Regions from separate parts of the Hordeum vulgare genome. Here region 2 is linked to region 1. Evidence: chromatin contacts called from public Hi-C data. All regions are on one chromosome and are shown on one strand. Each heading gives the region's core, a stretch centred on a gene start, on an enhancer-like site or on the middle of the called end of the contact. The rest is flanking DNA. Distances are from core to core; before and after follow the strand shown.

What was found. A called contact is a pair of places that touch in the nucleus more often than the background predicts.
Region 2: a contact with region 1 is called in a Hi-C map of leaf, with 9 times the contacts expected there. The contact joins the promoter of LOC123446570 here to the promoter of LOC123450590 in region 1. A contact is called at or near these places in 2 of 6 Hi-C or Micro-C datasets (leaf and seedling) and 1 of 1 datasets of contacts at active chromatin or transcription factors (embryo).

Annotation. Positions count from the first base shown.
Region 1 is chr4H:435,640,388-435,644,895 of MorexV3_pseudomolecules_assembly, reverse strand. It overlaps LOC123450590, which reads left to right and starts at 2,713. Exons shown (of 1, transcript XM_045127760.1): 1 at 2,713-3,504. The coding sequence starts at 2,713. The coding sequence ends at 3,252.
Region 2 is chr4H:435,918,320-435,923,541 of MorexV3_pseudomolecules_assembly, reverse strand. It overlaps LOC123446570, which reads left to right and starts at 3,237. Exons shown (of 1, transcript XM_045123143.1): 1 at 3,237-4,162. The coding sequence starts at 3,409. The coding sequence ends at 4,014.

The sequences.
Region 1 (4,508 bases), core at 1,464-3,963:
TCCCACAAGTCCTTGGCAACATGCATATGTAAATATGCATCAACCAGCTTATCTCCGATCACGCTAATGACTGCTCCAAGGAATAGGACGGTGGCCTCCTTAAACATCTTCTCCTGTTCAGGAGTGATAGTTTCCGTAGGAGTGACACCGGCTACCCAGAACACGTTCATAGCCGTGAGCCATAAGGTGGTTCTCGTTTGCCAACGCTTGAAAAAGGTACCGGTAAACTTATCCGGTTTCAGTGCAGCAGCAAAACCATTACTCGAAAAATTCCTACAGACATTAGGTTTTTGGATTGTTGAGTAAATAGGCAATTTTCCGAGTAGATTAATCCACAAAATAATAACTAGCATGGCATTGACTAGACTAATGACATACTGATCTTGAAGTACCTTTCAAGTAGCGCATAATTCTTTCAACAGCACGCCAATGAACTTCGCCCGGGTTTGCAACAAACCGGCTAAGTTTGCTCACAGCAAACGCGATGTCAGGCCTTGTTGCGCTAGCTAGGTACATAAGTGAACCGATAATTTGAGAGAATCTCAATTGATCTATAGCTGTGCCTTTAAACTTTCGAATAAGCACACTAGGATCATATGGTGTTTGACAAATCTTGCAGTCTGAATATCCAAAGCGAATCAAAATCTTGTCAACATAGTGGGATTGCAGAAGTGTAATCCCACCCTCATCATCTCTCAATAGCTTGATGTTCAAGATAACATCAGCCACCCCAAGGTCCTTCATCTCAAAGTTTTGAGACAGAAAGGACTTAACCTCCTCAATTACTTTGAGGTTGGTTCCAAATATCAGTATGTCATCAACATACAAGCACAATATAACTCCTTCGCCCCCACCATGGCGATAGTATACACATTTGTCAGCTTCATTAACAACGAAGCCAACAGATGTCAGAGTTGTATTAAACTTCTCATGCCATTGCTTAGGTGCTTGTCTCAGACCATATAAAGATTTCAGCAACTTACACACCTTTCCTTCCTGACCTTCTATCACAAAGCCATCTGGCTGTTGCATATAAATTTCCTCATTTAGCTCTCCATTCAGGAAAGCCGTCTTAACGTCCATTTGATGAACGAGAAGACCATGAGAGGCCGCCAATGAGAGTAGTACTCTAATGGTGGTCAGTCTAGCCACAGGTGAATAAGTATCGAAGAAATCTTCCTCTTCTTTCTGGGCATAGCCCTTGGCCACAAGCCTAGCCTTGTACTTTTCAATTGTACCGTCGGGCCTAAGCTTCTTTTTGAACACCCACTTGCATCCCAATGGTTTGCAACCATAGGGACGATCAGTGATTTCCCATGTCCCGTTAGCCATGATGGAGTCCATAACATACATCTCACTCCCAGCATCGGTGGCCCCGAATTTAGATTCGAGCGCCTCCCACAAGTCCTTGGCAACATGCATATGTAAATATGCATCAACCAGCTTATCTCCGATCACGCTAATGACTGCTCCAAGGAATAGGACGGTGGCCTCCTTAAACATCTTCTCCTGTTCAGGAGTGATAGTTTCCGTAGGAGTGACACCGGCTACCCAGAACACGTTCATAGCCGTGAGCCATAAGGTGGTTCTCGTTTGCCAACGCTTGAAAAAGGTACCGGTAAACTTATCCGGTTTCAGTGCAGCAGCAAAACCATTACTCGAAAAATTCCTACAGACATTAGGTTTTTGGATTGTTGAGTAAATAGGCAATTTTCCGAGTAGATTAATCCACAAAATAATAACTAGCATGGCATTGACTAGACTAATGACATACTGATCTTGAAGTACCTTTCAAGTAGCGCATAATTCTTTCAACAGCACGCCAATGAACTTCGCCCGGGTTTGCAACAAACCGGCTAAGTTTGCTCACAGCAAACGCGATGTCAGGCCTTGTTGCGCTAGCTAGGTACATAAGTGAACCGATAATTTGAGAGAATCTCAATTGATCTATAGCTGTGCCTTTAAACTTTCGAATAAGCACACTAGGATCATATGGTGTTTGACAAATCTTGCAGTCTGAATATCCAAAGCGAATCAAAATCTTGTCAACATAGTGGGATTGCAGAAGTGTAATCCCACCCTCATCATCTCTCAATAGCTTGATGTTCAAGATAACATCAGCCACCCCAAGGTCCTTCATCTCAAAGTTTTGAGACAGAAAGGACTTAACCTCCTCAATTACTTTGAGGTTGGTTCCAAATATCAGTATGTCATCAACATACAAGCACAATATAACTCCTTCGCCCCCACCATGGCGATAGTATACACATTTGTCAGCTTCATTAACAACGAAGCCAACAGATGTCAGAGTTGTATTAAACTTCTCATGCCATTGCTTAGGTGCTTGTCTCAGACCATATAAAGATTTCAGCAACTTACACACCTTTCCTTCCTGACCTTCTATCACAAAGCCATCTGGCTGTTGCATATAAATTTCCTCATTTAGCTCTCCATTCAGGAAAGCCGTCTTAACGTCCATTTGATGAACGAGAAGACCATGAGAGGCCGCCAATGAGAGTAGTACTCTAATGGTGGTCAGTCTAGCCACAGGTGAATAAGTATCGAAGAAATCTTCCTCTTCTTTCTGGGCATAGCCCTTGGCCACAAGCCTAGCCTTGTACTTTTCAATTGTACCGTCGGGCCTAAGCTTCTTTTTGAACACCCACTTGCATCCCAATGGTTTGCAACCATAGGGACGATCAGTGATTTCCCATGTCCCAACAGCTGGCGGTGCTCCGGGCGCGGAAGGGAGTCGTGGTGCATGGCCTCCGCCTGCTCAAGACCCTGGGACGCAGCGGGCGCAGCGACCGGCTGCGCTTCGGTGAGCGCGAGTTCTCCATCGACGAGACGCCTGCGTTCCGGTTCCGCGCCCCCTCCGCGCGCGTGCTCCGCTTCATCCCCTGCGTCGCCCCCGCCGTCCCGGACACCCCCGACGACTACAGTGGCGACCGCTACTTTTTCTGCGACCCCCGCGAGAGGGACGCGGGCAGCGTCGGGGACTGCCACGGCGCCGGGCCGAGCGAGTACGGCGTCGAGAACCTCGACGATTGCGTGGAGGAGGAGCTGCTCCAGCGGGCAGTGATGGGAGCGAGCTACGCCAACTTCGGCGCCGCGGAACAAGAGGACTGCGAGGACGCCGGGGTGGATGGGAAGGCGGAGGAGTTCATCGCCAACTTCTACTCGCAGATGAGGCTGCAGCGGCAGATCTCCTGGCTCCAGTACAACGAGATGATGCATAAGAGCATCTGCTAGACAAGGCGTGTTTTATCTTTTTTTCCACTTCAAACCTCCTCTATTCATTTACAAGCATAGGAATTACGGCCATTGGGGCCGGATCTAGCCAAGTATTAGGAGGAAGCAAGTTAATTATCCTTGCGCACTAAATAGCCAAAAAATATCTTTGAGGGACCTAACAAAGAAAATAGTACCTCCGTCCGGAAATACTTGTCCTAGAGATAAATGTATCTAGACTTATTTTAATTGTAAATACATTTATTATATGCATTTTAAGACAAGTATTTTCGGACAGAGGGAGTATCATTTTAAGGGTAATTTTTTGGAGTAATGCTACATATATTATCGTTCTGCTTGGTATCCCGTTAAAGACAAAGACAACTCAAATTAGTCCATTACCTTTTGATAAGAAAGGACATGACATTTGTTTTGGCTCCCATGAACATATGCTTCCGGATGAACGGTATTGTGAGATAAAATGTTTAAAAGAAGTTCTAATTTCGTTGTAAATGATTGTATTAGTATCGCGAACATGCATGACAAATTTCACGCGATAAGGAGCAACGGTATTTCTTCAATAAGAAAATAAATTTGGAGTGACATTTTGGATAACTTTCAACGTTTAATTTTTTTTCACAAGCTAAAATGTTTAATTTTTTGCCCTAAATTAATAGATAGCATTTGAATGTGTCTAACTACACAAATAAATTTTATCTTTATTTTTTTTTTGGCTCCGGAAGCATATGCTCTAAGGAGCCGAATTGACTTTCTCAGAAATGATGATCATGTATCAGAAAATCTTTGTCCATCAAACACGATGTACACCTGTACGGCAAGCTGGGATGGCCCATCTTTTTTTCCATCCAGATCATCTGATGTGTTCACATGCCTCTTTCACGGGAATCCCCTATTTGCCGCTTTTTGCGGTAAATAGTCGAGCAACGCACACGACCTGGTGGCTTCAACGGCGAAGGATTCTATTGGACTGGCCCATTTATTCAATGATCTCGGTTTTGAGAATCTTTTCCAGCAGGGTTTTTCCGGTTTTAGGAAACTTCTAGAAGGTTTCTAAATCTTTATTTTTTATGTTTCATTTTTGTAATTTTCTGTTTCTGTATTAAAAATGTTTTGGATTTTCAAAAGATGTTTTGGATTTTCAAAACATGTTCTTCAAATACGAAAAATATTACTAAATTTCAAAATATGTTCTTACCCTTAAAAAGGTTTCAAACTCAAAAACTTTCACTTTTTAAAACTTCTTTCGTAAATTTGGA
Region 2 (5,222 bases), core at 1,988-4,487, 280 kb before region 1:
AGTTAGGAAGCAACTTAGTCAACAGGCACTAGTACCTTCAACATTTTTATTCAGAAGAACAACTGTGAGGATCATGGGGAGACCCAGGTGTGCATGGTGAGCATCCAGACATTTTGGAGAGATCTGTTCTCTATACTTGAGTAATACTAAACGTATTTAATAAAGAAAACAAATGAACTTATATAAAAGAACAAAAAGAAGTTAAAAATACCAGCAGTGTCTCGCCTGTTTAGTAGAAAAATTCAGTTATTGCTTTTGTAATATAAATAAAATTATTATTTCAAGCATGCCTTCTACAGTATGCCGTTAATTGGGAAGATCCAGACTGGGTCTTGACTTTTCGAAGGTCCTTGGATCTGGACCTGCTTCGTCTATCTAGGCTTTGTTGTGCTGTCTAATTCTTTTTGGCAGGTGGGCAATCTAGCCCTGCTATTTCGTGGCCGCTACCTCTTCATTCTTGATGGATCATTCGTGGTAAGCAGGTAATTCTTTGTTGGGCTAATGGCATCACACCAATCAGTACCGAACGATATTATAATCTCCTCAGGTGGTGACTGGTGACAGCAGTGATCTGAAGTAGCGCGGTCACCGTTGGCTCGTTTTGTTCAGTTTGCATATCTCCCATGCTGCATGATTCCAAAAAAAATTTCAGGTGAACTGTCTTGTTCAGCGAAGCCTTAGCACAAAAGCAACAAGGGATTCCCGAGGCTGCAGCTATATGACAACAGAGCTGTAGGTGTTTGGCAAGCAGTTTGGTAGTACTTGCATAGTGGCATGACAGGCTTGGGTTTTCCAGCGTGTGACCGCTGTGTCTAGTTGTCAGCCAGGATTTGTGGCAGTGCCATGTGACCCCATGAATCGGAGTCGTATAAGAAATTTGTTTGCTTTCTGTGTTTATATGATTTGTGAAACTTCACGGGAAGCTTCGGGCTAGTGCCCCTCTTAGCGCATCTCCAACAGAGCCCGTATTTTTTTGACCCGCATAAATCATTTACAGTTTGATCAAGCGGAGTTTTACGGGGCTAAATCGTGTGTTGTAGAATAGATCCCGTATATGAAACTGTATAATTAAAAAAACTTTCGTGATAAAAATTGCAACGATAATGATCATTCATAGTTCATAACATACTACATGATCATACATACCACATTTTATTTTGCACAACTACTAGAGAAGGATCGAGCTAAGCTAACCCTATCGGAGCTCACCGGAGCTAATAACTACCCTACCGCACTACGCAAAACTGAGCTTACCGAAGCTCGTGTGGTAGTTGTTCAGCGGCAGCGCTTGGTCGTCGGAGGAGGAGCAGAGGTTGATGTAGATGCGCATGCGCTCATATTCAGTGGCTTCGTGGTGCCACTCCTCCACCTTGTCACCGAAGGCGAGGGTCGATGCGACACCCTGCTCGTAGAGCACGGTGTCGATCTCCTCGTCCCTCCGGCGACGCTGCCGGTCCTTTTCTGCCTCCCGCGCACTGCGTGCTAACAACACGTGCAAAAGGGTGTCCGCCTCCGTCGGGGGGATGAAGTCCTTCGGTCCAACGACGCCCCCGGCACAGCGCTTCGCCCCTGCCTCGGCCTCCGGCTCCATCTTTACCAAAGGCAGCTCCCTCTTCACCTGGGGGAGGGAGGAGCGCTAGTGCGAGCTCGATGCCTCAGAGGAGCTGACAGAGAAAAGGCGGCTGCGCGCACGGTCGTACTCCTTTGTCTCAAGGCGGCGACTAGCCCCAGCGTGTGTACCGCAGGGCGGCACGCTTCCGCGTCGCGTCGGATCTGACGCAACGCGCCTTCTCGGGGTCGTCGTTGCCACGGCCATCGGAGTTGGCCATCTCGGGCGGTGGATTGAAGGGGCGAAGCGGCGGATTGGAGGGGCGCGGTGGATCTGAGGCGACGGCAGTGAGGGGTGGGGATTTTTTGCGGCGGCGGAGGGATATGTTCGGACCTGTATCCAGAAGCCGAATCCGCAGATATAGTGATCACGAGTCTCATTTAGGCCACCGTAAAAAATTTACGATCGGAATTTTACAGTTTCAATGATTATAGAGGGTTGCTAGAGATGCTCTTAGCTTGGTTGTGTCTTGATTTTCAAGGCTAGTTGCTGTGCAGTGACTTTCGGCTCTTTTGTACTGGCTGAGGAAATTTGTATTCTCCATCATTTTTCTTTTTTGGCAATGCTCATCAGGACGGTAAATTCTCCGGCTTCAGTTCTTCAGTCTGTTTTGCGTTGGGCTTGTGCACATTCATGTGCTTGGACGCAGCGTCGAGACCGCGTACACGGTTTCACCTGTGCGGCAAGACACTGTGGACCTCTTGGCCTGGCACGTACCCCTGTGAGGTGGGCGTGGGCTTGGATACCTGGCCACTATTGTGAAGCTGCTACTACCGCGGGGATTACGCTGGTAGTTGGGTTTCAAGTCTTCATAGTCCACACTGCCACGCGGTTTACATCTTAATTAAGCAAGGCCATGTTCCACGCTGATTAGCAGCTAGAGTTAACTCCATGCCATAGGAACGTAAAATAGGGAAACGCGTAGCTGTAGAAATAGTAGTTTTTTTCTAAATATATATAAGGGTGATTGGTTAAGAAGGAATGATGCGTCATTTGGGAAGCGTTCGTAGAGAAACAAGTAGTACTAAAACAAATCGTTTTGAGACGCTATACCACGTGATCTTCAGCTCCACCTCACCACAACTCACAGGTGACTACTTCCTCTATACCGAAATACTTATAGCAGAAAAAACTAGTACAAATTCCTTCAACTACAAGTACTTCGATACAGAAAAAATAGTAGATAAAAACAGAACGCACCTGTGCGGCGAAAAGCTACAGTTTATGCACAGCCAGTGGGCTAATTACGCGAAGTACCAAGGAGATCACACGGGAGCTTCAGTCTCCATTATTCACACCCTGTTCCTGTACATCAGTACATTGATGAAGGCAAAGCAAAACGCCCCTGTCATGGATGGAAACCAGGAAACGGGAACCCACGGCCACGGGACAGACAGTGGAAACGGGCCCCACGTTCGGAGACGCGTCCTAGCCGCCGTCCGTGAGCCCGATGAGGCGCCGCACTATGTGGCGCCCCTCCTGGCGGCCGGGCCCCACACGCCATGACTGCAATCATCCGCTGCTGCTCCAGCGTATGCCAACTGCCACGCAAGATGCAGGTAACTGACGCGCTCGCTTCTCTTCGCTCCCGCTCCCGCCTCAGGACACAAGGCAAAGCATCCCAGCCGATCGAGCTCCCTATTTATGCAGCGCGCCCCGCCACACTCATCCCATCACCAACTTTCTCAACCGAACAAACCTCCATAGCAAAAGCAAAAGCAAAAGCAAAGAGCGGAGCAGCTACACAGCCCTCGCGATCATTTTGCTGAATCCACGGCACGCATATAAACATAAACGCAATGGCGGCGCCGGCGATGTTTCCTAAGGCGACGAGGAAGGCCACCGTTGGCGGCCGGCGCGCGTGGCGGCTGCTGCGGCTGGCGGTGCTCTGGGCGCGGAAGGGGAGCGCGGCGCAGAGCCTCCGCCTGCTCAAGACGCTGCGGCACAGCCGCGTCGGCGGCGGGCGCGACGACCGGCTGCGCTACGGCGAGCGGGAGTTCTCCATCGACGAGACGCCGGCGTTCCGGTTCCGCACCCCCTCCGCGCGCGTGCTCCGCTTCATCCCCTGTATCGCGCCCTCCGTCCCGGACACCCCCGGCGTCTACGGCGATGACCGCTACTTCTTCTGCGACGACCGCGAGCGGGACGCGAGCTGCGCCCGGGACTTGTACGATGACCAGCCGAGCGAGTGCGGCCTGGAGAGCTTCGACAATGGCGCGGACGAGCGCGCGATGATGGAGGCGAGCGTCGCCGTCGGCTCATCGGGGGCCGTGGAGGGCGGCGAGGATGCCGGGGTGGACGTGAAGGCGGACGAGTTCATCGCAAAGTTCTACGCGCAGATGAAGCTGCAGCGCCAAATCTCGTGGCTGCAATACAACGAGATGATGGAAAGGAGCGTCTGCTAGAACAATAGTGTTAAGGTTGTTTGTTTGAATCATCAAAATCTTGAGTTTTGGGTTCGTCCATGTCAATTGCAAGTTAGATAAACACAAAATACAGTAAACCGTACTTGTACACAGATATATATATGTGCATATATTTCTCTTGATTTCATTCAGATGAGTGCAGTTTGATTGGTCACATTGTGTTAAGAAATTAGGCACAATTTCCATGATTAATTCCAGAATATAAAGCATGACGATAGCAACTACTAACATGTGAAACTCTATCATACTAGATGCAGGAGACAACATGAATAGCAGCAAGACCGTGTAGCAAAACATGTACGCATCTAACATGTTCATCAGGCTAACGAGAACACGACGCACGTACCGAACGTTTGTAGAGGAAGCAGATGTGTTCGGTGCAGACGCGTTGTTGACGATGACGTTGGCGATGATGGGACGAAGTAGACGACGTTTGAGGCGGCGGTACGCAGCACCGCCCGACTTGCTTGGTAGACGACCCGTTGTGGAAGCAGCGTGCAGTCGCGCAAAGCGCTTCCCAAAAACCTAATTCGCCTTCTCCCGTACAGGATCACAAAGGCGACTGGTTTCGGAGACCTGCTCTCCCGTTCGCCGTTGGACGCCGGCGCTCGGGATGAGGTAGACTACGATGGCGGCGCAAGTTGTGAGACGAGGCAAAACCCTAGATGGTTTTCGGTGCGTCTTTGGCCGACCCCGATAAGCTGTATATATACGAGGACCAAGGTCGGTTCCGTGTCGCGATCACGTCTCAAACCGACTTGGTTTCCAAGTCGTATACTTACCGGACAAGTAATTAACTTGTCTGCCAAGACATAAAAAATAAAACGGCAAAAGGTAGCCGCGCCCCCGCAAGGCATCGGACCGGATTTTGGCGGACCATTCACGCATACGCCCGAGCCAGGCGAGGCGAGGCGAGGCGAGCGCGCGCGTGTGGTTCTCTCCTTTCTCTTCTCAACACACACTTAGAGTAGTGGGGAGAACTCACTATATAAAGAGGTCCAACACTTCCTCCACTAGCGGTATGGGACTGAACTTTAGCACCACCACACCACCACTTGCCATTTTATTCATGGGCTCAAATTGAGATTTCAGAATTTTGTACATGGGCCAAGCCCATTCAATTCTAACAATCCCCCACCAGATCTCAAATATCCATTTAGAGATTTACCTTGTCTCTCCACTTGTTT